6 separate regions of the Mus musculus genome follow, and all the other regions are linked to region 3. The links are chromatin contacts, called in public HiChIP or PLAC-seq and promoter capture Hi-C maps. All regions are on one chromosome and are shown on one strand. Each heading gives the region's core, a stretch centred on a gene start, on an enhancer-like site or on the middle of the called end of the contact. The rest is flanking DNA. Distances are from core to core; before and after follow the strand shown.

Region 1 (3,726 bases), core at 832-3,331, 280 kb after region 3:
CCGGAGGCCCTCTTCTGTCCTCCTATGTCCTTTTGAGGGCACTGTATACAAGTGATACACAGACATACATGCAGGCCACACACACACACACACACACACACACACACACACACACACTCAAAATAAAAACAGTAAACACATGCCTTTATTCCCAATACTTGGATGGCAGAAACAGGTGGATCTCTTGAGTTCCAGGCCAGCCTAGCCTACAAAACAAGTTCCAGAACACTGAGGACTAGAGAGACCCTGTCTCAACTAATTATTGGATTAATTAATTAATTAATTAAAAATCTCACAGGGTCTCATGTATCCCAGGCTGGCCTCCAACTTATCATGTAGCTGAGGATAACCCTGAACTCATGACCCAAGTACTAGAATTACAGGGATGCACCACCACGCCCAGCAACTCCAAGACATTTGGTGGCTCTTTGTTTTTCTCACCGTCACACACCCATGTCCTCACCCATGCGTTCAGGTATGGTGTCATCTCTGTCTCACCCTCCAGTGCTCCAGCACTGCTTCCAATGGCAGCTCACTAGGTTTTCTTACTTAATAGTCTCAGGGTTTGTTTTTTGTTTTTTTGTTTTTGTTGTTTTTTGTTTTTTTGTTTGTTTGTTTGTTTTTTTCCAAACCCGTTTCACCTTCAGGATGGACCTTCCTGATAACCTTAGCATTCAGTTGCAGTCTGAATTTTATTTATTTAATTAATTACCTCAAAAATTAAAGGCACTGCATGGGCACTTGGAGTCTAATTTAGTTTTCTCGATGCTTCTTGCCATTGTTTAAGCCAAACTTCCACGGGATGTGTGTAATATGACTTACCCATACTCACATCAAGTTAAGCACTTGTAAGAGCTTTTGTAACAGAAATAGCATGGCCATTGAACAACTGCTAATAAAATAAAAATGGTCCTAGCCATTTTCCATAATTATAACATGCATAAACATAACTACCGTAATAAATACCTGAAAACTTCTGTACCTGCTCGTTAACAGTTGTCATATAGCTCAGCGAAGTTATTCGAGTCAGACACACACACACACACACACACCACACACACACACACTCTTCCACAATGACCTTCTGCCTTCAATTTCTTTAAGCCTTTGCCCTAGCTCACAGGAGGAGACTTTGGCCTTGAGGTTGGACCATTGGTCAGCCTCTGACTCTGCACTGTTATGTGGTCTTGGCAGGTGTCTTAACCTCCCTTGGCCCTAGGGTCTTCATTTTTAAGATAACGAGGTTTCCTAGGGTCTTAGGGATGGTACAGTGAGATAATCTAGGTTAATCTAGGGCCAGCAGATGCTTCACGATGTTGCAGGGGTCTTTGGAGGCTTATGTCAAACGGCTTCTCATTTCAGAGACATTTCTTTCCCAGCATCCCTGACGAATAGCCATAACGCCCCTCCTGAATCTTTTCAGGACAGGAGCTGGTACCATGAAGGGCATCCATTCCATTTCTAAGTAAGTGGAAAAGTTATTGAATCGAGTCATCTCCCTTGATTTAGCCCTTAGTGTCCCGGTCGAGGGAGGGGGAGGCTTAAATGACCGCAGCTATACAGTCAAAGGGGCACACATCTGAGCTAGCCTGAGACCAGCCACCTACAGCTGGATGACGACGGACAGTGTCCTTCAATCATCTACATCTACTGAATGAGGTGGAACCCTGGCTAGCTACTAGAACACCGCTGCCGGCCAGGAGGACTCTTGGACCTATCATCAAACCCAGGGGCCTCGGAAGCTTTCCACCTTTCCTCTATCTGCATCTCAGGGATGACCCTAGTGGTCGGTCCTAGGAGGCCAGGGCCACCTCCACAGCCCAGTCCAAGCCTCAGGGGATGAGGAGGACTGTGCTCTCTGCATCCTAACCGCCAGTAGAAGGTCTCCACCCTTACCCCCAAGGTACCCGGTGCCCCCGCCGCCCACTAAGCCCTGGCCCATGCCGGAGTCTGACCCACCTGCTGCGGCGGCGCTGTGCGCGACTGGGGCTCCGGCTTCGTGAACTCTATAGGCACCGCGCCGCTCTCGCCCGGCTGCCCGCAGCCGGCCCTCCCCCGGGCGGCTCCACGTGGCCATTCCACGTCGCCCTCCCGGCTGCAGCCGCCGCCCAGGCCCGGGCAGAGTCCGGAGCGAGCGACAGCCACGGGAGGGCCACCGCCCCTCCTTGGGCAGACCTGTCCCGCAGCGCCTCCACCTGGCCTTGTTCCATGTGGATCTGAGAGAAGATGGATGGAGTCCTCAGTGTGTGTCACTGTGACTCAGATGGAGGCAGACTGGTTTGTGATTTTGAGTGTGACGAGCTGGTGTGGCTGAGTATGTATGTGCGTATGACAGGCTGGGAAGGATTTGTGAGTGTGGGCGGCTGGTGAAACATCTATATGAGGCATGTATTCAAGAAACAGAGTAGTGAGTCGGTTCTGTGTATACAGAGTCACAGAATGGTGAGTCTGATGTGCATGTGTGTATTAGACACATAGACATGTATTGATGAGGCAGGGGTGTGGTATGAGAGAGACAGAAATAATTAAAACTAGACAGATGTGAGGCTGGTGCTCATTAAAAAGTGCCTTTGATTATGCTGTGTGGGTGTCACTGGCTTTATCTGAGAAACTCGTTAGTGACTAAAAAGAATGACTTACTGTTAGTATGTGTGATTGTGGCCTTCAACTGGAAAGAGCAGTGTGGCCCATACCTGGCCGATTATCTAAGAATGTGACAGTATCGAGCAGGTTATAGGTATCACGACATGGGAACAAAGTCCTCTCAAGTTGATGGAGCTGAGATTCCAGGGAAGGGATCAGGTCCCGGGGAGCATAAGCAGTAAGAAGAGGAGGCTTCATGTACGGGGAGAGGCGTGTGTGCAGGGAGAGGTGATGGGGCTGTGTGCTAGACGAGACCACAGCCACAGGAACAAGTTTTCCAGTGCAAATGCTGCAGCTCTAGGACCACGGCTTTATGATCAAGACGGAGTGTCACACACCTACTTTTATCCCAGTAGTAAGTCCCTCTGCCTGAGCTCTAGGCTACCTCCTTGCCCACTGGCCCATGGACTTAGATTTTTTGTTTTTAAATAACTTCATGGGGGCTAGAGAGATGGGTCAATGGTTAAGAGCACTGACTGCTCTTCCAGAGGTCCTGAGTTCAATTCCCAGCAACCATGTGGTGGCTCACAACCACCTGTAATGGGATCTGATGCCCTCTTCTGGTGTGTCAGAAGACAGCTACGGTGTACTCATATAAATAATAAATAAATAAAACCTTCAAATAAGCTGGGCGTGGTGGCGTACGCCTTTAATCCCAGCACTTGGGAGGCAGAGGCAGGTGGATTTCTGAGTTCGAGGCCAGCCTGGTCTACAGAGGGAGTTCCAGGACAGCCAGGGCTATACAGAGAAACCCTGTCTCAAAAAAAACAAACAAAACAAAACAAAAACAAAAACAAACAAACAAAAAACCCTTCAAATAAAACTTTCATGCCTCGGGACCTTCAGTCAGCAGCCATCACAGCCACAAGCCCCTCAGACTGGCCTTCGTTTGTGGGGGACGAGGCACTTTTGGGCACGGCTGGCTTGGCTCAGTGCCCACCGTTTCTTACCACGCTGGTCCTCCAGTCTGGTCAGTTGGTCTCAGGGTGCACTAGTGTTCCTTGGGTCCCCCTCCCCACTCTCCATTTGCCTGTGTGTTTATCTGTCCATGTGGTCCCCATCAATATCTATCAGGGGTTCGGG
Region 2 (3,894 bases), core at 76-2,575, 270 kb before region 3:
GAGTTGCCAGAGTCTAACCTTCTGGCCTGCATAGAGAATGTTGTGTGAGTTCTACTGTGACATTCTGCAGCCTTTAGCTTCTACCCTGGGAAGCCCTGTTTCAGCTGTCTAGCTTATCAATAAATATTTAGGGACACCTGCTGTGGACAGGCACAGGAGATGTCAGAATAAACCCTCTGCTCCTCAAAGATCTTATGATAAATGATTACTGGCTTATAGGTTTAAAATTAGTATATACATATTTTAGCTTATAATATACACAAGCGATACATTATATCTTTATATGCACATACATATAAAGATATGTGTAACAAAAGGATGTATATAAAGACACATATATGTAAAATGTATTTATATGTATATATAAAACTGAAAATATAAGAATGAGAATGAGAGACAGACAGACAGACAGACAGACAGACAGACAGGAAAGGGAGGAGGAGAGGGGGGAGAGGAAGGGGAGAAGGGGGAAGGGGAGGAAGGAGTGTGAATTTTGAGACAACTGTTATTCTTCCTGAGTCTCCATTTCAAGCCTTTAGCTCCTGCCTTGGATTTGGGGGAGGGTTTAATCCCCATTAGGGTGGCCATGGCAAAATACAGGCAGGTACAGATTTGGGTTGCTGGTCTTGGAACTGAGCCTCAGCCTGACAGATGTGCAGGAATGGATGTGGAGGATCCCGTGGGTTCAGTGAGCTGCACACCCCCAGCTCCAAGCTGAGTCTCTGTCCAGTGAGGGTTAAGCGAGATGGTGCAGGTCCGAAAGCACATCACAGGTGAAAACTCCATGAAATGAGAGACAGCGCATAGGTGGCCTCTTAGACAGAAGCTACCCCGCCTAGGGACCATCTCTTGAGGAGGCAAGGTTGGTGGATGCTTCAGGTTGCTCCACAGGATGCTTGAACTTGCATTTTCCACCCAAAGCCTCCTGGCTCTGTCAGCACTTCCTGCTAGCTAACTGGGCTGTAAGGGCAGCTGGTGGTGCCACTCATCTGGGTCTCTGGCACTTCAGTTGTTATGCTTCAGTGCAACTTCTAAATATGATTTTACTCAGGAGAATTATTTTCTCCTTTTAGATAGAAAGAATCCTTACTAAAATTACCATCTACTGTGTTCCTCAAGGTCTTATAAATAGCTTGAAGACCAAGAAAAATCCACGCATCAGAAACGATGCTAGGAAAAATAGAAACCTTAACACCAATAAGACCACTGCCAAGAAGGCACAGAAACACAGAAGGGGCCGTGAGCAGAAGAACACTTGAACTCTGTGTGCAGCCGCTTCTATTCTGGGATGTGAGAGGCCAAGGGGGCCGGGGAATGCTTAGAATCCACGCTTGAAAGAGTCTCAATAGTCACCATTTCTTCAGGGAGCCAAAAAGGAAACAGGGCTAATTAACTTAGCGCCGAGAAGTTTACTGTGAAGAGACACTAGGAGTCCTTCTGGAATATTCTTTGCACAGTAGTGCATAGAGTTCTAACTTCCAGAAACCTTTTTAAACAATTTAAATTAATTTAACAATCAAATTTAACAATTTAACAAATTATTAACAATTTAACAATTTTATTTTTATTTTATGTGCATCGGTGTTTTGCCTGCATGTGTGTCGTGTGAGGGTGTCAGATCACTGAGAAATGGGTTACAGACAGTTGTGAGCTGCCATGTAAGTGCTAGGAATTGAACCTGGGTCTTCTGGAAGAGCAAGCAGTCCGTGCTCTTACCACTGAGCTATATCTCCAGATCCATAAACCTTTTTATGCAAATGGTTTAAAAATTCATTTAACACCCACCCACCCACCCACCCCCCCTCAAAAGGAAGAGGTTTGCTATAACTCAGGCCTGGGAAACAGACACGTGTGGTTTTGGCCAGATGTGCCAGCTGAGAGTAAATTCCCCATGCCAAGAAGGTGGTTGGTTTTTATGTGTGCATTACACATTCCATCTTTTGCCCCCTCCTCTGTTTTGGCCAGATGTGCCAGCTGAGAGTAAATTCCCCATGCCAAGAAGGTGGTTGGTTTTTATGTGTGCATTACACATTCCATCTTTTGCCCCCTCCTCTGTTCAGGGTTCATCTTCTCATCTTCTGCAACGGAGCATAGCTGGCTGCAGTGACCCAGCCAGGAGCTCACAGTAGCCGTGGGAGGTGTACTGAGGAGGAGAGGGAGGGCGGGAAGGAATGAAGAGATGGGAGAACAAACATCGGAGGGGATGCGCTTTGCTAGATGACAGTGGTCCCAGGGGAAGCCTGGAAGTGTGAGATAGAGGTGAGGAGCGTGGTACTGGGGTAGAAGGGAGGCAAACTTCCATGGCTTCCCCAGCTGCTACTTCAGGGGTGTATGTGTGTGACACTTGTAATTAAACGTTAGAATGCACTCATCTTCTATTTTTGGCAGGAGGGGATGGGCCATCCAGTCATCAAAATGTTGAGAAAACAATTTACAAAGTCAATTAAAAATTTCAGGAAATTTTGCAAAGAAACTTCCATCTCATGCACCGTGTTTCCAGGATGGAAACCCAGAGAGCAAAGGGAGCCACAGGTAGGACCTTGGGACCAGGCGGCCCCTCTGGCTAACTCACCATCCCTCCTGCTGAGGCAAGGGCTAGAATTCCCAAGAGTCTTTTCCAAAGCAAGGAACAAGGCTGGGGTGGGGGGAACTACTCAAATGTCCTGAAGGACCCCACAAATAATGGTGCCCTGTGACCTGCTTTGGGGAACCTCTTTTCATGCGTGCATCAGAACGTCAGGGGAAGCTAGAAGGACGAAGGGACAGGGAGGCCCACTCACACCTATGGAACTGCAGTTCTACAGAGGTCTTCATCTCCCCTTGCCTCCAGGGCCAGAAGTATGACATGACCAGATAGGCAGATCACTCTGGTGGTGACAGGGAGGGTAGAGTGGATGGGGCAATATGAAGACAAGGAGACCAAGGGGAGAGAATGCAGGAACACTGCAGAGGTGGGGGTGGGGCTTGGGTCTGGCCTGGGAGACCCAGTGATGCTGGAAACTGGAGGTCTGTTTGGAGGTGATGTTAAGACTTAGTCTCAGGAAGAGAGATCAAGAGACAGATTCCAGGTTCCTGAGTGTGCTCCAAGGAGAGCTGGGGGAGGCACACGTCCCCAGGCAGGTGACAGCGGCGTGTTCCCTTGAAGATGTCAATAACCAGGAAAGAAGAATAATGTTCCACCTGTTCTAACTGTCCCCAGCATGCTGCACACGTGTGGGGTCTCTTCCCACTCCTTCACAATTGGCTTGGCTCTCAGAATCCCACCTGGACCTGGGTTCTGCTAGCTTCTCTTCACCCTTCTTCATTGCCGCACACTTTTTGAGGTCTTTCTGACTAATTGAAGCCAAGTTCCTCAAAGGAGAGAAAAGCAGTTGGTTTTATGGATTTGTACACCGTATTTATTGGAAGTGGAACTACTGTGTATTTGAATCCTCTCTGCTCCCTCCTGCACGGTGGATAAATGCGCATGGGTGAGCTGTGGCTGGACCTGTCAGGAGACACAGCGCTGCCAGGTGAGATGGGCTACCTGGTGCAAGTCAGAAGGTTTAAAAGTCTTTAGAGGTAGACATATCTGAGCTGGGACACAAAAGTCCCTGTCAGGAAGCAGTTTGGGAGGAAGATGTAAGTACTGAGCTAAGCAAGCAAGGGAGCAACCATTGCAGAGAACAGGCAGCTCTGCCTGCTGTGGCTCTGAACTCCACCTCCAGGCTTCATTTACCTGTGGTTGGTGGCCATGTAACTCTTGGTTTATGTCTTACTGTAAAAGTGGAGTAACCACTACAGTTGGATGGTTGTAAGGATGACATAATCTCAATGGAAACATATTCAGCTCCTAGTACAGTGCCTGCTTTATAATAAGCCTTTAAGAAATAAATTTCATTAGCAACAGTTTTG
Region 3 (4,228 bases), core at 1,211-3,710:
GAACTTCCCTGTTGGTTCTGAGGGTTTCTTTTCTTTCTTTCTTTCTTTTCTTTTCTTTTTTTTTTTTTTTTGGTTGTTTGTTTTTTGAGACAGGGTTTCTCTGTGTAGCCCTGGCTGTCCTGGAACTCACTCTCTAGACCAGGCTGGCCTCGAACTCAGAAATCTGCCTGCCTTTGCCTCCCGAGTGCTAAGATTAAAGGCGTGCGCCACCATGCCCGGCTGCTGAGGGTTTCTATGATCTACATGTTACAACTCTTGTTCCAGTCAACTCGTCCATAGCTCAGAGACATCTAGTGTTCAACGTGACTTCTTCAGCCCAATATGTTTTCATTCGATGTATTTTTAAAAAATTAGTAGTTTAATATACGGCATGTGGGACCGTGTTACCAGACAGACATAAGAACTAGAATGGTTGAGTGAGCTCAGATCCCAGGAATCTGAGAGATCTCAGGCTGGTAGAAGTGGAGCCATGCCTACCTGCTCTGGAACACATAACCATGATACTCCACTGAAGACCTCAGGCACTGAGTCACCCAGCACAACATCTATAGTTCTTCTCCATGCTAATGAGATATCTAGATAGCCCTGAGCCTTCAGCCAATGAGCGCCCCTTCCTAGATATTCCTTCCCACAAGAGGTATATAATCCCTGGTTCACCCCAAATAAAGTATATGCATTCACATCCATCATTAAATAAAGCAATAGGAGCAAGCAAAGATTGTCTCAGAAAGTTGTTTCATTCAGAAACGAGGTGAAGAAGGCCTTTGACTAAAGAGCTGCGCCTAAGACCCCTGAGCAAGGTCTTCTCCTCTCCAGTTCTTCCAGCACGCTCTGCCCTCACTCCCAGTCAGACCAGGTTTCACTCATCCTGGGCTCTGCCTCGACCTCTCCACCTGGCATGCCCAGATGTTGGAGGGGGGTAAAATCTTGGACCCCCATTCCTGACTCCTGGCAGTACACCAGTGACAGCCAGGTACCCAAAGAAGAAACCACAAATCACAGCATCTGGCCCAGACTTCCACTGTTTCCCCTTCCGGCCTGGTGAAGGAAGATACAAGCTGTGGATCTTCATTTCGGATTTTGCCCTGCGTTCTTCCGGTGCCCCACCCCCACTTGCAGTACAACAGTCCGATTGGTTCAAAAGCCAAAATATGCAAAACTACGTACGTTAATAAGCACTACCCTCCTCTTATGCCTTAACCCACACACCATTACAGTTATATAGGTAGTATCATCAGTTTCTTATGAATCGTAGAGTCTGTCCTCAATCTAGCTTTCTCCTTCTAGTTTACTAAAGGGCTATCTGTCTAGAGCAGACTTCATACACGGATATTATCTGACTAATTAACAGTTGCTGAGGATCCTGATGTCTTCATATATATATATATGGACTTCTGGATCATATAGTAATTCTATGTTTAAATTTCATGTCTGTTGGTAAAATACTGGAGATTGAACGAGTTGGTTGTTGGTCTTTTGTTTATTTGAGACAAAAATAAAATAAAATAAATAAGATAAAATCTTGCTCATAGCTCTGACTAGTCTGGAACTCACTATGTAGGTCTACTGGCCCTGTCCTTATAACAAACCTGCTTTTACTTCCCAAGTGCTGGGATTAAAGGAATACACAGATGAAGTCAGAGCACCTGTGGCCCAACCTCTGAACACTGCTGCACAGAGGACACCAAACTTTTGGAGGACATTTCAGATTCGAACCATGACACATTTCCATAGCAGCTGTGCCATTTTACACCACCCACCCCAATGTTCCACCAGGCTTCTATGAAACCACTGATTATATAAGTATTTTCCTGATTAGAGTACACGTTCATGATAGATCATTTAGAAAACTCAAAAAAGCAAAATGACGAAATTCTCTTTATTCTAATTACGGAGCCATGACCTGAATTCATATTACTCCCGGGAGAAAAGGAAAAGCCGGTTTTTTTCTCAGGCAATTCTGTCATTGTGTTTGATAGCATGGTCCAATAATAGTGCTGGCGCCTGCCCTGCCTGGACCTTGTCCTCAGATTCCTCCGTCCTGGCTGTCCCCACGACCCTATCTTCTGAAAAGGTCATGCAGTTAACCAGGCTTCTGAATCATATTTGCTGGTTGCTTTCAGGAGTGTCACGGGTGCTGTGTGGAGCTGTCACATTCTTGGGCATCTGTTTCCGTATTTTTAAAGCCACCTCAACGTTTGATAGAAAAGCATAAAACTTTTGAGGAAGTGAGCTCTACAAACCCACCACCCACGTAAGAACTGAGCCGTCCTGCCCAGAGGGCATCTGAAAAAGAGATCAACAGGAAAAGGGTGGGGAAATCCTGCCTTCCTTCCCGTCTTCAAGTACCCATTGGCTTCAGACCTTTATTCTCATTGGTTTATCTGGATGTCGCTCCACGCTGGCTTTCCAGAACCAGCCACTGAGAGTCACAAAGTTGGGATTTAAAAGATGCGGTGGGAGGGGCGGGTGATTTTTTGAACTGCTGGCGACCGAGTTCTGGCGGTCCTGACGCGCACCTTGGGCTTGCTCGCGTTCGGTTTCGGCAGCAGGACCAAGAAGGCTTAGGGAAGGCGGCGGGACCCGGCCCCTCGAGGCCAGCCATGGGCCCGCGTCGCAAACCGCAGACCCCAAGGAGGAGACCCTCCAGCCCGGCGCCTGGACCCTCGCGACAGAGCTCCAGTGTAGGTAAGCGAGCCTGCCCTGCACCTCCGAGGCCGGTGCGGTCATCCTGTGGGGCCGGGCCTGTAGAGGGACGGTTCCTGGTCACGGCTTGCCGCTAACCTCGCGTAGGGGTAATGGTTTTTTTGTTTATTTGTTTGTTTGTTTGCTTGTTTGTTCCTGACCGGTTTACAGCAGGGAGAAAAACGAAATGCAGACAAGACAAGGAGTTGGAGCAAAGACAAACTCATTCTGACGGACACGGGGTCTTTTTTTGCATTTATTTACTTTGCATGTATTTTGCATTTATTTTGTGTTCGTGCTCTGGCGACGGCCAGAAGAGAGCGTCGGAACCCCGGGGCCGGAGTTACAGTTGTGAGCTGCCCTTTTTTTTAGAGTGCTAGGAAGAGAACTCGGCCCCCCTGGAAGAGCAGCCTGGGCTATTAACAGCTGAACCAGCTTTCTAACTCCTACTCTTTATTATTTATTTGCAGCACTAGAGATGGAACCCAGGACTCCGTGTATGTTAGGCAAGGGTTCTACTACAGAACTATATCCCCAACCCTCTCCCCGACCCTTTTTTTTTTAAGACGGGAACTCGGTATGTATCGGTGTGTAGCCTTGGCTTGCTGACCTGAAACGTGCTATGTAGACTAGGCTAGCCTAGAGCTCACAGATCTCTGCCTGTGTTGGGGATGGTTGTATGCAGTGTGTATTCAGGAACTATTTCTGAGATCTGGTTACAATCCAGACACTGCCTCAATGTGATGTAAAAACTGTTTTCCATCACCTCTGATTGGTTAATGAGCTGATCAACCAATTGGCTGGGCAGAAGAAAGAAGAGTGGGACTTCTGTTCCCAATCAGAGGGTCCTGAAGAGACCAGGTGAGAAGAAGAGATGGAGAGACCATGTGGGTGAAGAAGGATTACTCATGAGGTCTGGATAAGAGAGCAGCCATGAGGACCCACATGGACCAGAGAGAGCCAGGGCAAGATCAGATGGCAAATAATGGGTCATATAGCCTGGTAACAGCAGCCTAGCCGGGTTAGAATATCTCAGAACCGCCGGGCGCGGTGGCGCACGCCTTTAATCCCAGCACTCGGGAGGCAGAGGCAGGCGGATTTCTGAGTTCGAGGCCAGCCTGGTCTACAAAGTGAGTTCCAGGACAGCCAGAGCTATACAGAGAAACCCTGCCTCAAAAAAAAAAAAAAAGAATATCTCAGAACCTACCTAGCTTAATGCCAGCAGCTTGTTAATAAAAAGGGGGGTAAGGAAGGACTTAGAATTAGATTTACATGCCTGCTTCTGCTTCTCTGGTGCTTGGATTAAAGGCATGCACCACCACATTCTATTTCTCATTGAGGTATGGTGAGCCCCTAAGGGAATAATGTGGTCATGGTTGTACCGCTCGACCAGAGCTGATGTTCGATGTGGACTTCCAGTGTAGAAGCAACCTTCCATTACTCTTATCTTAGGGAAAAGTTTTACATCAGCTGCGCCCACTTCTTGGCTCTCCTACTGCCCTTGTCTGCTGACCTTGTTCTTCCAGCCATTTGGTGCTTTTTA
Region 4 (4,114 bases), core at 685-3,184, 430 kb before region 3:
CCAGGGACACGAGATGGCCCCGGTCTCCTCAGGCACCTATACTTACGTGCACATACTCACACACATAATTAAAGGTAACAAGAGTCCTTTAAAACATTCAAAATTGTTCTTTAAAAAAATATTTCCTAGATTGCCTTTGGGGCAGGAGGATCATGAGTTTAAGTCAACATTGGCTACAGTGATTCTTCTTACACCTCAGCTCTCCAGAAAGCTGGGATTGTAGGGGTCCACAGCCACACTCAGCTCTGGTAGGGTGGTAATGGGGAAGGGACTGGTAAGGGTGGGTGGGACTGGGAAGAGAGGAGGGAGGGGGGTTGTGAGCCGATGTAAAGTGGATAATAAATGTGTAGCTCATGTACTGTTATTAGTTTGCAGTTGTGTAAGTTTTTAAAAAATTACTTTTTATTTTACACGTATGGGTGTGTGTTTGCCTGCATCCTGTGCATGCAGTGTCCTTGAAGGCCACAGGAGGGCATCAGATTCGCTGGAACTGGAGCTACAGATGGGTGTGAGCCACCTCTGGGAGTTGAACTCAGGATCTCCAGAAGAGCAGTCATTACTCTTAACGGCTGAGCCATCTCTCCAGCCCTATCCTGTCACTTTTAAATGTTTTTCCACAAGTAGTTAAAGTATTTTAAGTATGGTTTGTATTTCAGATGGAATGGTGCAAGGCTCATATTAAAAAAAAATTGATGACAAGATTCTTTTTGTCATATTTATATTGACTAGAAAAACTACATAGCAAAGATTTTATGTTGGTTTAATGGACACTTTATATGCATCATCTCATTAAGAACTGTACATTTTAGAGGTGGGTGTGGTGGCTCACACTTGATATTGATAATATTGTCATGAATCTGAGGTTAGTCTGGGCTGAATAGTGAGTTCCAGGCTAGCTAGGAGCTGGTATGGGATCCTGTCTCAAAAAAGCCGGAAACTGTGCTTAGCATATCTTAGGTCCTGACAGCAATTTGTTAAGTGAATGACTCCAAGGAACTTAAGTGGAGATTTCAAATTAATTGCCCTCATTCCAGGGAACAAGGGAACTATTAGACTCACTGATAATCTGTTTCTAATAGGGCTATATTTCTAATTGGGCTAACCATTTCCAACCAAATAAGTGCTTCTGGATAGGCATTGTAATTTGAATTTCTTGCTGGTACTGGAGAATACACAACTCCGGACTGTGTGCTAAGGGAAATGGGGCAAATGCCTCTCATCTCAAAGTTAATGGGTTGGCGATGATGTATGCAAAATTCTCTGCACGTAAGGCACGCAATAAAAAGTAGCAATTATTAAACATTTCCTATTATTAGACACATATTAACCACTGGTGACGTGTTCTTTCTACAATGCACTGGGCCCTAGTTGTAAAATCACTCCTTGTAAACACAGGGCCCCGTCGAGATTGAGAGATCAATGGTTTTATGGGGGAATCGAGGAGACTTAAGCAATTGGAATTCGCACCGGCTGAACCAGTGGAATTTGACGAGGCAGTCCAAGGTTCACAAGCATCATGGATCAGAAGGGACTGATTTTCAAGTCCCTTTGGATTACTCGATGTTTCCCGTTCGCCCGACATCATCATTTCAGGATCCCGAAGCTCCAGGCGCTCACAGCCCGCTGTGGCACACACCTGCCTCCGCCCTTCCCCTCGAACGCCCCCGTACACACTCACCCGGGCCACAAGATTATGCGAGCATCCCACACAATCACTCGGGGTTCCTATAGCAGAGACAAGAGCAAAGGCTGCTGGGAAGTTGACCTTTCACTCCTCCTCTTACTTCAGTTCACCTATTTTGACTCTGGCAAATGAAGCGACGAAGACGGTAGGAGGGGCGGGACTTGGCGATGGCCATCCCGTGCCGATTGGATTGAGGCGGTGCTGGGGGCGGGCCGTGTAAGGGGCGGTGTCCCTACCCGCGGGAGCCGCGGGGCTGCGCTTGCGCACTGGGTGCGCTACGCGTGCGCGGTGGGCGGAGCGCGCCTCTACCTTCTTTACCAGCCCAGGCTTTCCTAGCTCTGCACAACGCCGTGTGCTGCTCCTGTTTCATTGCCCTGTCGCGCAGTGTCGCTGCCGCTGCGGAGTGGGCGTTCAGTTTTCGGGTCGTCATGGCTGGCTACGAATACGTGAGCCCAGAGCAGCTGTCGGGCTTTGACAAGTACAAGGTAGAGAAGGCGAGCAGGCGGTCGCCCATCTCCCCCGCGCCCGGGCCGCGCCCTGGCCGGCGAGGGGCCGGCGCGGTCCGTGTCACCTTGCGCCTGCCGCGTGGCGCGCCGGCGGGCGTTGTTGAAGGGGATTCTGGGGGCGGGAGGTCGCGGTCGGGAAGCTTGGGAGCATCCTAGGCCGGCCGCCCGGTCTTGGCACCCCGCGGGAGACTGCCTTTTCCTTAGAGAGTGGGGTGAAGAAATTCCTTTCTCTCCTTTTCCTTATTAATTGTCACTGCGGCGGGTTTTCAGCCTTTCCCAGAGAGGGTGTTGTTCCCTTCTTTTGGTCGTCGTTTGAATGAGCTTCTCACATGCCTCTCAGTGCTTACAACTTCAGAGATCTGGATGGTCTTTTAGCGGATGCTAAGGGAGGGAAGTGACTTTTTCAGGCCTTAATGCAGATGCACTCCACCCTACCCCTGGAAAAGGGCTTTCACTGAGGCTCGTAGCGCTGGCACTGCAGGTTAAGACGTTGTGCACTAGAAGAAACTGTATAGTGCAAAGAGCGCGCGGGCTTTGGAGTACATAGAAACGCGATGCCAAAGTCAAGTTTCTTCTTTTGGCTTTGGACGAGTCGTTGAAACCCTACTCAGCCTCTCTTTTAGGCTCTTTAGCCTAAGTGTGAGTTTCTCTTGTGCTTAGTATATTGGAAAGGGTTGAAAAGAGTCTGGCACGGCATGAACCCCCAAGAAATGCTGGTGGTTCCAGCATTCTGGGGTTGCAAAATACAGATTTAGTAGTCCCCCCAGGGAACTACTGGCCATCCAGGTGTCTTAATGTGAAATAATGAGGTTTGGTGTTTCATCTTTGGTAAGCCTTTCTTGAGGGCAATCTGTTCCTTTATGAAATTAGTGTGTGCCGAATAGAATGTCCAAATGATGAGGCTAGTCCTGTGGGTAGTAGTCATCCAGGAAACATTTGTGCAATGAATTAATATTTTGGGGGGAAAAATCTTCATTTTGTTTAACTGAAATAGAAAAAAAAAAACCCAGGGGCTTTAGAAGGCCCTAGGATATTCTTCTTTGAAGCAGTGTTGGACCATACTATTCTGAATTAAGGTGGTGACTTACCTTAAAACTGTAACTGGGAAGGAAGAAATTGCAGAGCTTTCTTAGTGGCTTGGGTCAGAAGGCTGTTAACCCAGATACCTCCTGTGTGTGTTTGCATCACCCTCTTGGTTATCTGTGCTGCACTGCAAAGATTGGCAGCCAAAATATTTTCTTCGAAAATGAGTCTTGACTTTTAGAGCAAGTTTTTATAAAGTGGCAGCTTTATTCAGTGAGCCTAGTTTTCCTCACCGTCTTCTCTAGGTTTATAGTCCCAGCTAGATAAAAGTCTTATTTTATCGGACATCTCGGTGTGGTTTTCTGTGGCTGTCCCTTCCTTATCTGACTCAGCTCCTGTGTTTGACAACCGGTTTCCTATCGTTCTGGAAAACAAAGGTCAGTTTTGCAATCGTCCCAGCAGTCACTAAAATGTTGATGTTATTCTAGTTACAGTGAGGCTTTTTTTGGAGGCGGGATCCAAAATCAATCACAAATGTATAACCTTAAATTCTAGTAGAAGGCTCTCTGCTGGATGCCATACCACATTCATTTTAAAAGAATGAAACAGAGGCATCCAAAGGGAAAGAAAAATCTGTGTGGTCAGTTTTGTTGGCACGTGAAATTGCACACAGAGATCCTTTCTTTCTCATTGCCTTCTCATTGTGTGGTCTTCAGAGAGTACATGCTTTATAACGGATTAAGACACCACCCCCAAGCATGCAATCAAAATACTTAAAGAGGTTTTAATCGGGTGTGACCTTTTATAACAGAGCAAAAAAATACAGAGAAAAGAAATGACACTCCTATACCAGCTGGTGGAAAAAATTACTTTTGAACCAGTTTAATTTTTCTATCTTTCC
Region 5 (3,730 bases), core at 993-3,492, 460 kb before region 3:
CCACTACCTGTTGTAAGGCCAAGGCCAGTAAGCGTTTTCGGGGGAAGGACTGCCAGGGCGGTAGGAAGAGTAAAGTTTTTAGAGAGCTCCTGTGGCCAGGCTGTGCTTGAAAATTCCAGATGCACATAGCTGGAGACCAGCACTGATTCTATAGACGCAAAGGGGACATCAGAGGAGAGGCAGTGAGGCCCCAAGCTAGTCCTCTTTGGCCTTAACATACTCAGGTGGCCATTTCCGGGGACACAAGCAGATGTCATCTCCTGTAGCCTGCCTAGGTACACAGAGGGTGCAGGATGGTAACAACTCCCATCCTCGTTGGGGAAGCACTCTGGTCTATGGTTCCAAGTTGTCATTGCAAAGTGCATGTGTCTTTCTAGGCCTCACAGCTAAAGAGCTGGAGAGCCCCACCCCCACCCCCACCCCCAGAGCCTCACTGTGGCCCTTTCTGTTTCTTCCTCCCCACCCCACCCCCTTTTTTTGTTTTTTGTTTTTTCGAGACAGGGTTTCTCTGTATAGCCCTGGCTGTCCTGGAGCTCACTTTGTAGACCAGGCTGGCCTCAAACTCAGAAATCCGCCTGCCTCTGCCTCCCGAGTGCTGGGATTAAAGGCGTGCACCACCACGCCCGGCTTTGTTGTTTTTTTTTTTTGTTTTGTTTTTTTTTTTTTTTTTGGTTTTTTTCGAGACAGGGTTTCTCTGTATAGCCTTGGCTGTCCTGGAGCTCAGTTTATAGACCAGGCTGGCCTCAAACTCAGAAATCCGCCTGCTTCTGCCTCCCAAGTGCTGGGATTAAAGGCGTGCACCACCAAGCCCGGCTCCTTTCCCCTTTCTTGATACCCCTGCCCCCCAGTCCTTCCACTCACCCCCTTCTCCACTGTACTGGTTCAGTTGCTGCCCAGATTTCCCTCCATATGGACTGAGCTCCTGGAAAGAGATAGAGGAGACTCTGAGGAGAGAGGCTGGTCTCAAGTTCCTGCCAGGGTACCCTCAGGGGCAGCCTGGCTACTCTGGTGTGACTTGGTCTCTTAGAAGTTCTTCTTTAGGCCAGAGGTCAAATGTAAGTATCTGGAGGGAGAAAAGGATGTTCAGAAACGGGGACAGGGGCACAATTCCAGGGACCCTGCCAGGGCCAGCAGCCTCACCTGAAACCAGGAACCAGGCACACCCTGGAAGTCAACATGCTTTGTTTAGCTCCTTCCTGAATTGACCTGTCCCTGGGCCTCTAGGCTAATTGAAATGGCTGGGTCCAGAGCTCCAACAAGGAGTCAGGGTCCTGCAAATTAACCCATGTTTTCCTCTCAAAATCCCATGTGTGTATGCATCTAAAACCAGATGGCAGCTCACACTTGCAATCTCAGCACCCAGGAGACTGAAGCAGGAAGACTGTAGCAAGTACAAGGACAGCCTGGGCAACAGAGTGAACCTTTATTTAAAAAACAAACAAACTAACTAACAACAATCACCCCAAAATATAAATAATAAAACCAGAAGGAAGCCAGACATGGTGGTTCAAGCCTGTACAATAATCCCAGTGCTTAAGATAATGGGGCAGGGGTATCCCTTACTTAAGATAATGGGGCAGGAGTATCCCTTACTTAAGTGCAAGGGTTCAAGAGCAGCCTGGGCAACACAGAAGATCCACACAGAAAATAAAAACAAGGAAGTACATGAAAACTAGGAGGATATAACACAAACAAACAAACAGGTGCAGGCAAGGATAGGCTATAGATAAGACATGCCACAGAGGAAGCTACAGATAGGGATATTTAGATCTGGGGATTGCAGTAGATTAGGAGCTGTAGATAAATAGATAATAAAATGCAAGCCTAGGCTCCACGCTTCTCCTCAGACTCTTTCCCATCGTCTATGCTAATAAGCTTCTACATCTGCAAAGGTTTTCTTCTCATTTCATTGTAAGTTGGTAGCCAAAAGAGCAGCAGGTGTCGTAGGGTGTCATGGGGACTCAGGTAAAGCTATGGAAGTGTCCCCTCACCCTGGGCAGGAAGATTGCCTTCTTGGGGGCAAGCTGGTCCCTTCCTTCCACCTTTCATCCTACACCCTGTGGTTCCTCACAACCTGTGGCTCTGACTGTGGCCTCTGCAGGTCTCCCCAGGGTCCTCACTCACCCCAGTACTTACTGATTGGGCTGTGGGGACAAATGTTGGCTCCAACTCCAGCAGGGGAAGAGTCACGGCCAGGAGCAGCTGGGAGAGAGCTAGAGAGGACATGGCTCAACGCAGCAGTCCCTAAAGCCCTCCGGCTGTTCCAGGATGCAAATTTCCTCCCCCCACCCCCCCCCACCCCCCGCCCCAGCTGGCAGGGCTATTACTGAAGGAAGGGAGGAAAGATCAGAGGGAGCCAAGGTGAGTTGACAGAGCAAGTGTCACAGCCTGTGATTCGGGCAGATATGCTTCCAGGTCACTGGGGCCACCTGGACCCCCACATGATTCTGTGAGAGGAGTGTGCCTTGGTTCTCCTGGGCAGGCGGAGGGGACACAGGTACCACGTCACAAAAAACAACAGGTCACAGAGGCAGGTTCAGGCATGGTCCCCAGGGCCTAGGAAACTTGGATCATTTTGGAATGCCTCCAGGAAGCTAGACCTTCAAAACTGAACCAAGGTTAGAAAAGACTATAAAGGGGGCAGCAAGATGCCTCAGAGGGTAAAGGAGCTTGCCGCCAAACTCCACAGCCTGAACTGGTCCCTGGAACACACATGGTACAAGAAAGCCAGCTCTTGTTCCATCAAACACCTTGAATCCGTCCCCTGTATTTGTATGTCAGAATACCTCAGGCTGGGTTGAAGAATAGAAAATTACTGGCCTCTTGTGAGAACATGAATTTTTTACCTCGGAGCCCACCCCCTCCCATCTAGAGATTGTTCCCAGAACACTCCTAAACTTTTCACCCCAAAACTCCTCACCCTAAAGTTTGAACCCTCCCAACTAAAAACTGTTCCAAAAACATTTTTGAGATAAAGGCCTCCTGGAACAACCTCAAAATGAACCAGGTACTCCTTAGTTACGTAGGTTCCTTGATAGGACATGACTCCTTAGTTACGTAGAATCCTTTGGCAGAACCCCTTGTCCCTTGGCAGAACTCCCTAGTGATGTAAACTTGTACTTTCCCTGCCCAGTTCTCCCCCTTTGAGTTTTACTATATAAGCCTGTGAAAAATTCTGGCTGACCGTCGAGACTCCTCTACCCTGTGCTAAGGTGTATGAGTTTCGACCCCAGAGCTCTGTGTGCTTCCATGTTGCTGCTTTATTTCGACCCCAGAGCTCTGGTCTGTGTGCTTTCATGTTGCTGCCTTATTAAATCTTGCCTTCTACATTTTATGTATGGTCTCAGTGTCTTCTTGGGTACGCGGCTGTCCCGGGACTTGAGTGTCTGAGTGAGGGTCTCCCCTCGAGGGTCTTTCAGGGTAATTTTTTGTTTTGATTTGTTTTACAAGACAAGGTTTCTCTGTGTAGCCCTGAATGTCCTAGAACTCACTGTGTAGATTGGACTGGCCTCAAACTCAGAGATCCATTTGCCTCTGCCTCCCCAGTGCTGGGATTAAAGGTGTGTGCCACCACAACTGGCAGGCAGGGTTTTGTAACAAATAGAAATGTATTTGGCTTACTGTCTTGGGTCTTGAGGGGTTGCATCTTTTGGGGGTCTTCACACGTGGCAGGAACATGGTACAAGAGAGCATCTTGGGAGCCAGAGGGCCAAACTCTTTTCTTTTTTGG
Region 6 (3,646 bases), core at 288-2,787, 300 kb after region 3:
CATCTCTAACCTATTTGCTGGATTTGACATTGTACTGTAAGCTCAACACTTGGAAGGCTGAAGCTAAAGGACTTCTGCTTGTTCAAGGCCAGCCTGGGCTATGCAACAAGTTTCTGTCCATACAAGACTATACAGCACAATGTTATCACAAACAGGACAAAACAAAACTCAATGGTCAAGTTAGTTCATCTCCCTATGTTGCAGTTCCCTGCATGTGAAACAAGTAGTTTTTCAGAAGGTTTCCTGGAGCTTTACTGGTCAACTGGCCTAGGCTTTTCAGCAATCCCAGCTCTCAGCAAGAGACTGTCTAAAAAAGTCTATGGGAAGTGATGTGATTATATTTTAAATTTTAAAAAAATGATGTGGACAGCACCCTGAAGAAAGACACTTGAATACCTTTTGCCTCCTTGCCACACAGGTATACCCACACCCAAACACACACATGCACACACCGAAACAGAAACAGACACACATGCACACACAGACACATCCAAACACACACATGCACACACAGAAACAGAAACAGACACACATGCACACACAGACACATCCAAACACACACATGCACACACAGAAACACACACACACCCAAACACACACATGCACACACAGACACACACACACTCAAACATACACATACACACACAGAAACAGACACACACAGAGACACATCCAAACACACACATGCACACATAGAATCACACCCACACCCAAACACACACATGTACACACAGAAACAGAAACAAACACATACACACACACATACACATCCAAACACACACATGCACACAGACACACACATACACATCCAAACACACACATGCACACACAGACATAGACACACAGACACACCCAAACACCCAACCACACACTTGCACACACAGACACAAACACACACAGAGGATCTCTTTTCTTTATGGTTGCTCTGGAGAATAAGTAAGATGCTCATATAATATGCAGACCACAATGCAGGACATATAGTGAGCTAGGAACATGCTATTAGGATACTAGTCAGATTATGATCCTGCCAATCAAATAGGGATACAGGCTGGTGGAGGGCGGGGTTAACATCCAGGTAAGTGAAGCACAGAGCCCTGAAGATGGTATCCTGCTCCTGGAAGTGTGAGAGGAAGGCACCAGAGCATGGAAAGACAGAAGCTGAAATTGGGAAGCATGTTTGAGGAGTTGAGAGTAGCGCCCCTGTGTGTGCTTCAGTGGAAGGAAGGAAGGCTATACTTGTGGACAGTCTCTGGCAAAAGGGGTGGAGGTTCAGAACCCCAGACTATGGACTTGAACCCCGTACTCTGTCAGGTGTCAGGGTCAGTCATGGCGTGGAAGGGCACTCTCTTCCTAACCCATCTTCCTGCCTTCTAAGCATGGGCTTGGCCACTCCCAGCATGCAGTGCCTCCACCCCTCAGCCGGAATGGGAGGCAGGCGGAGGCTTTTTGCGGGGGCTGTGCTGGGTGGGCAGTTTTCCCAGAGCAAGGAGTGAAGTAGGACTGAGTTGGCGCCAGCTCCTTCAGACACTGACATTGCTGGCTGGATGGCCACCCTGTCAGGGCGAGCTTGAGCCCAAGGCTCCCTTGGGTACTGTGTCCCTGCTCTAGGGCCTACAGCCTCATACTTCATGATAGCGGCATGTCACAGGAGGCCACAGAGGCACCAGCAATGCCAGGAGAAGGGCATGGTCATAATAAGGCCAAGGCACGGTGGCTTCTAGGCACTGACAGGAAGAGGAGTCGCATCAACAGGACAAGGCAGGACCTGTGGGAGGACACTAGCTGGAGCAATCACAGACTGAGCAGAGCCACCTCTGCCCCTCGAGGGACCAGAGCTAGGGGAACAGCTCATGGCAGGGTAAGGACTCTGATAGGAGGGAGCTGGGGAAGGCAGGGTTTGGAGGGCAGTCAGTGATGTGCCACCTCTGAAGGAAGAGGCTCCATCAGTGTTGATGGATCTGCCCACGAGCAGGCCCATGGTAACATGCTGGAGGTGCAGGACAGCTCAGAGCTTCATCATAGCAAAGCTCAGAGAGTTGATAGAACTGATTTCTACTGACGAAACTCAGACCAGAGGAGATGTGTGCATTGCCTGATGTCCCTGAGCAGCCGCCAGTGGCAGGCAGCCTGGCACCTAAACTGAGGTTTTGGTTTATTTACTTATATGTATATATTTTTGAGCTAGAGCCTCACATAGCCCAGGCTGGCCTCAAACTTTCCCTGTACCTTAGAACTTGGAACTTCTGATCTTCTGCCTCTACATTCCAAGAGCTAAGAGTATGTGCTACCACATCAGTTTATACAGTGATGGGTGGGAATCAACCCCTGGGCCTCTCACATGATAGGCAAGCATTCTAAATTAGCTAAATCTGTAGCTCAGGACTGTGGGGTTTGATCCTTGGTGCAGAGTCCTTCCCTCTTTACCATGGCAATCTCTTACTCTTAGGATCTAGGTAGGTCAAGGGTCAGCCCTACTAAGCAAGGGCGTGGCTCTATGCTTCCTGTGACACCCAGGGTACCCTGATAAGCAGGATACACACTCCCATGGGAGTGGAATAGACGATAATGCAATAATAGAAAGAAACTGAGCCAAGTGTTGCCACCTTCTAGTCATCTGATCTCAGCCTAGGCCTCCTTCATTTGTATTATGAGGCATGGCTTAGACACAGTGAGGCCCATTAGTTCCAGCAGAAGACATGGTACTAATGGGCCCGTGGAAATCAGGGTCAACCAGGTATGGTGGTATGTCCCTACAATCGCAGCACTTAGAAGGGGGAAGCAGTTGGATCCCAAATTCAAGGTCATCCTGGGCTAAACATGGATTTCAGGTCTAGTCTGGGCTACAGGAAACTCTGTTCCAACAACAGCAACAATAACAAGAAGCCAGGATTAGGTGTGAATCTGGGTCGGATGCACTCATGGGTCCTCTCTGCAGAGTGAGGCCAGCCCGGAGAACGCAGCACGGGAACGGACTCGGGTGAAGACGCTTCGTCAGGCCTTTCTGGCCCTGCAGGCTGCTCTGCCCGCAGTGCCACCCGACACCAAGCTTTCCAAGTTGGATGTGCTCGTGCTGGCCACAAGCTACATTGCCCACCTCACCCGGACCCTCGGCCATGAGTTGCCTGGCCCTGCCTGGCCTCCCTTCGTGCGTGGACTCCGTTACTTGCACCCGCTAAAGGTAGGTAACTGGCCTAGGAACTCAGTCAGGAACATTGGGAGAATGGGAATCGGGATCATTTTCTTGTCGTTCTCTCAGAAGGAGGACCGAGGCTGGCTCTTGGGGTGGAATGGTGACTGGGAGCGGCTGCATTGGGAATGTGCTTGCTGCGGGAGGAGGGAAAGACTGAGATTCTTAGTGTCAGGGGAAGAGAGGAGTGCGGGGTCGTGGGTGTGGGGGAAAGAGGGAGTGGGAGAAAACCTCTGTCCTACCAGAGTTCTAGTGCTCTGGCGGGTGGACTCGGAAGACTGCCACATGCTTTCCACGCGGACCCGGGTGGGTGTCTGGCTGTGTGAAGCCACTGACCCCACTTGGCGGGTGGTGGACAAGGGGCAGTCCTAGGCACCAGGTTCCCAGCCTCCAGCATCCCACGCTGGATACTGCGGAGGAGCTGAGAACAAATGGGGGCCCTGGGCAGCTCATTCAGCT

The links. Promoter capture Hi-C pulls out the DNA fragments that hold promoters and counts their contacts. HiChIP or PLAC-seq counts read pairs in DNA pulled down with a chosen protein or histone mark.
Region 1: a contact with region 3 is called in a promoter capture Hi-C map of pre-B cells. The contact joins the promoter of Cgref1 here to the promoter of Cenpa in region 3. A contact is called at or near these places in 7 of 39 promoter capture datasets (cranial neural crest, erythroid cells, frontonasal cranial neural crest and 4 more), 5 of 115 datasets of contacts at active chromatin or transcription factors (effector CD8 T cells, embryonic stem cells, memory CD8 T cells and 1 more) and 2 of 9 other capture datasets (adipose tissue and liver).
Region 2: an H3K4me3 HiChIP or PLAC-seq map of the 230-238 cell line shows a contact between it and region 3, with 11 read pairs. The contact joins the enhancer-like site here to the promoter of Cenpa in region 3. A contact is called at or near these places in 14 of 39 promoter capture datasets (the 3T3-L1 cell line, 3T3-L1-derived adipocytes, the C10 cell line and 9 more) and 11 of 115 datasets of contacts at active chromatin or transcription factors (the 230-238 cell line, T-cell acute lymphoblastic leukemia, cardiomyocytes and 6 more).
Region 4: an H3K27ac HiChIP or PLAC-seq map of thymic regulatory T cells shows a contact between it and region 3, with 5 times the contacts expected there. The contact joins the promoter of Selenoi here to the promoter of Cenpa in region 3. A contact is called at or near these places in 10 of 39 promoter capture datasets (the C10 cell line, the HPC-7 cell line, cranial neural crest and 6 more), 2 of 15 datasets of contacts at CTCF or cohesin (the NIH/3T3 cell line and large pre-B cells), 11 of 484 Hi-C or Micro-C datasets (CD4 T cells, CD8 T cells, the G1E-ER4 cell line and 7 more), 19 of 115 datasets of contacts at active chromatin or transcription factors (the 230-238 cell line, the SCID.adh cell line, SST interneurons and 12 more) and 3 of 9 other capture datasets (adipose tissue, liver and macrophages).
Region 5: a contact with region 3 is called in a promoter capture Hi-C map of stem cell-derived epiblast-like cells, with 5 times the contacts expected there. The contact joins the promoter of Adgrf3 here to the promoter of Cenpa in region 3. A contact is called at or near these places in 13 of 39 promoter capture datasets (the C10 cell line, the HPC-7 cell line, HPC-7-derived erythroid cells and 9 more), 14 of 115 datasets of contacts at active chromatin or transcription factors (the NIH/3T3 cell line, acute myeloid leukemia, cardiomyocytes and 5 more) and 3 of 9 other capture datasets (embryonic stem cells, macrophages and pancreatic islet).
Region 6: a contact with region 3 is called in an H3K27ac HiChIP or PLAC-seq map of thymic regulatory T cells, with 2.9 times the contacts expected there. The contact joins the promoter of Tcf23 here to the promoter of Cenpa in region 3. A contact is called at or near these places in 6 of 39 promoter capture datasets (embryonic stem cells, erythroid cells, hippocampal neurons and 2 more), 1 of 484 Hi-C or Micro-C datasets (CD8 T cells), 10 of 115 datasets of contacts at active chromatin or transcription factors (the SCID.adh cell line, effector CD8 T cells, embryonic stem cells and 4 more) and 2 of 9 other capture datasets (adipose tissue and liver).

Annotation. Positions count from the first base shown.
Region 1 is chr5:30,943,399-30,947,124 of GRCm38.p6, forward strand. It overlaps Cgref1 (cell growth regulator with EF hand domain 1), which reads right to left and starts at 2,082. Exons shown (of 6, transcript NM_026770.1): 1 at 1,960-2,082. The coding sequence starts at 2,077.
Region 2 is chr5:30,400,061-30,403,954 of GRCm38.p6, forward strand. All of the region lies in intron 8 of Otof (otoferlin), which reads right to left. Among named protein-coding and RNA genes, the nearest start is that of Otof, 60 kb to the right of the region's middle. Within about 2 kb of position 1,326, at least 17 of the 459 cell types and tissues checked have an H3K27ac peak or open chromatin away from gene starts, as enhancers often do. A contact at or near this core is called in the 230-238 cell line and pre-B cells, where this site is marked.
Region 3 is chr5:30,664,426-30,668,653 of GRCm38.p6, forward strand. It overlaps Cenpa (centromere protein A), which reads left to right and starts at 2,461. Exons shown (of 5, transcript NM_007681.3): 1 at 2,461-2,688. The coding sequence starts at 2,604.
Region 4 is chr5:30,230,647-30,234,760 of GRCm38.p6, forward strand. Selenoi (selenoprotein I) reads left to right here and starts at 1,935. Exons shown (of 10, transcript NM_027652.3): 1 at 1,935-2,169. The coding sequence starts at 2,113.
Region 5 is chr5:30,203,480-30,207,209 of GRCm38.p6, forward strand. Adgrf3 (adhesion G protein-coupled receptor F3) reads right to left here and starts at 2,243. Exons shown (of 14, transcript NM_001014394.2): 1 at 2,137-2,243; 2 at 862-922; 3 at 8-148. The coding sequence starts at 2,226.
Region 6 is chr5:30,967,140-30,970,785 of GRCm38.p6, forward strand. Tcf23 (transcription factor 23) reads left to right here and starts at 1,538. Exons shown (of 3, transcript NM_053085.2): 1 at 1,538-1,858; 2 at 2,936-3,178. The coding sequence starts at 1,640.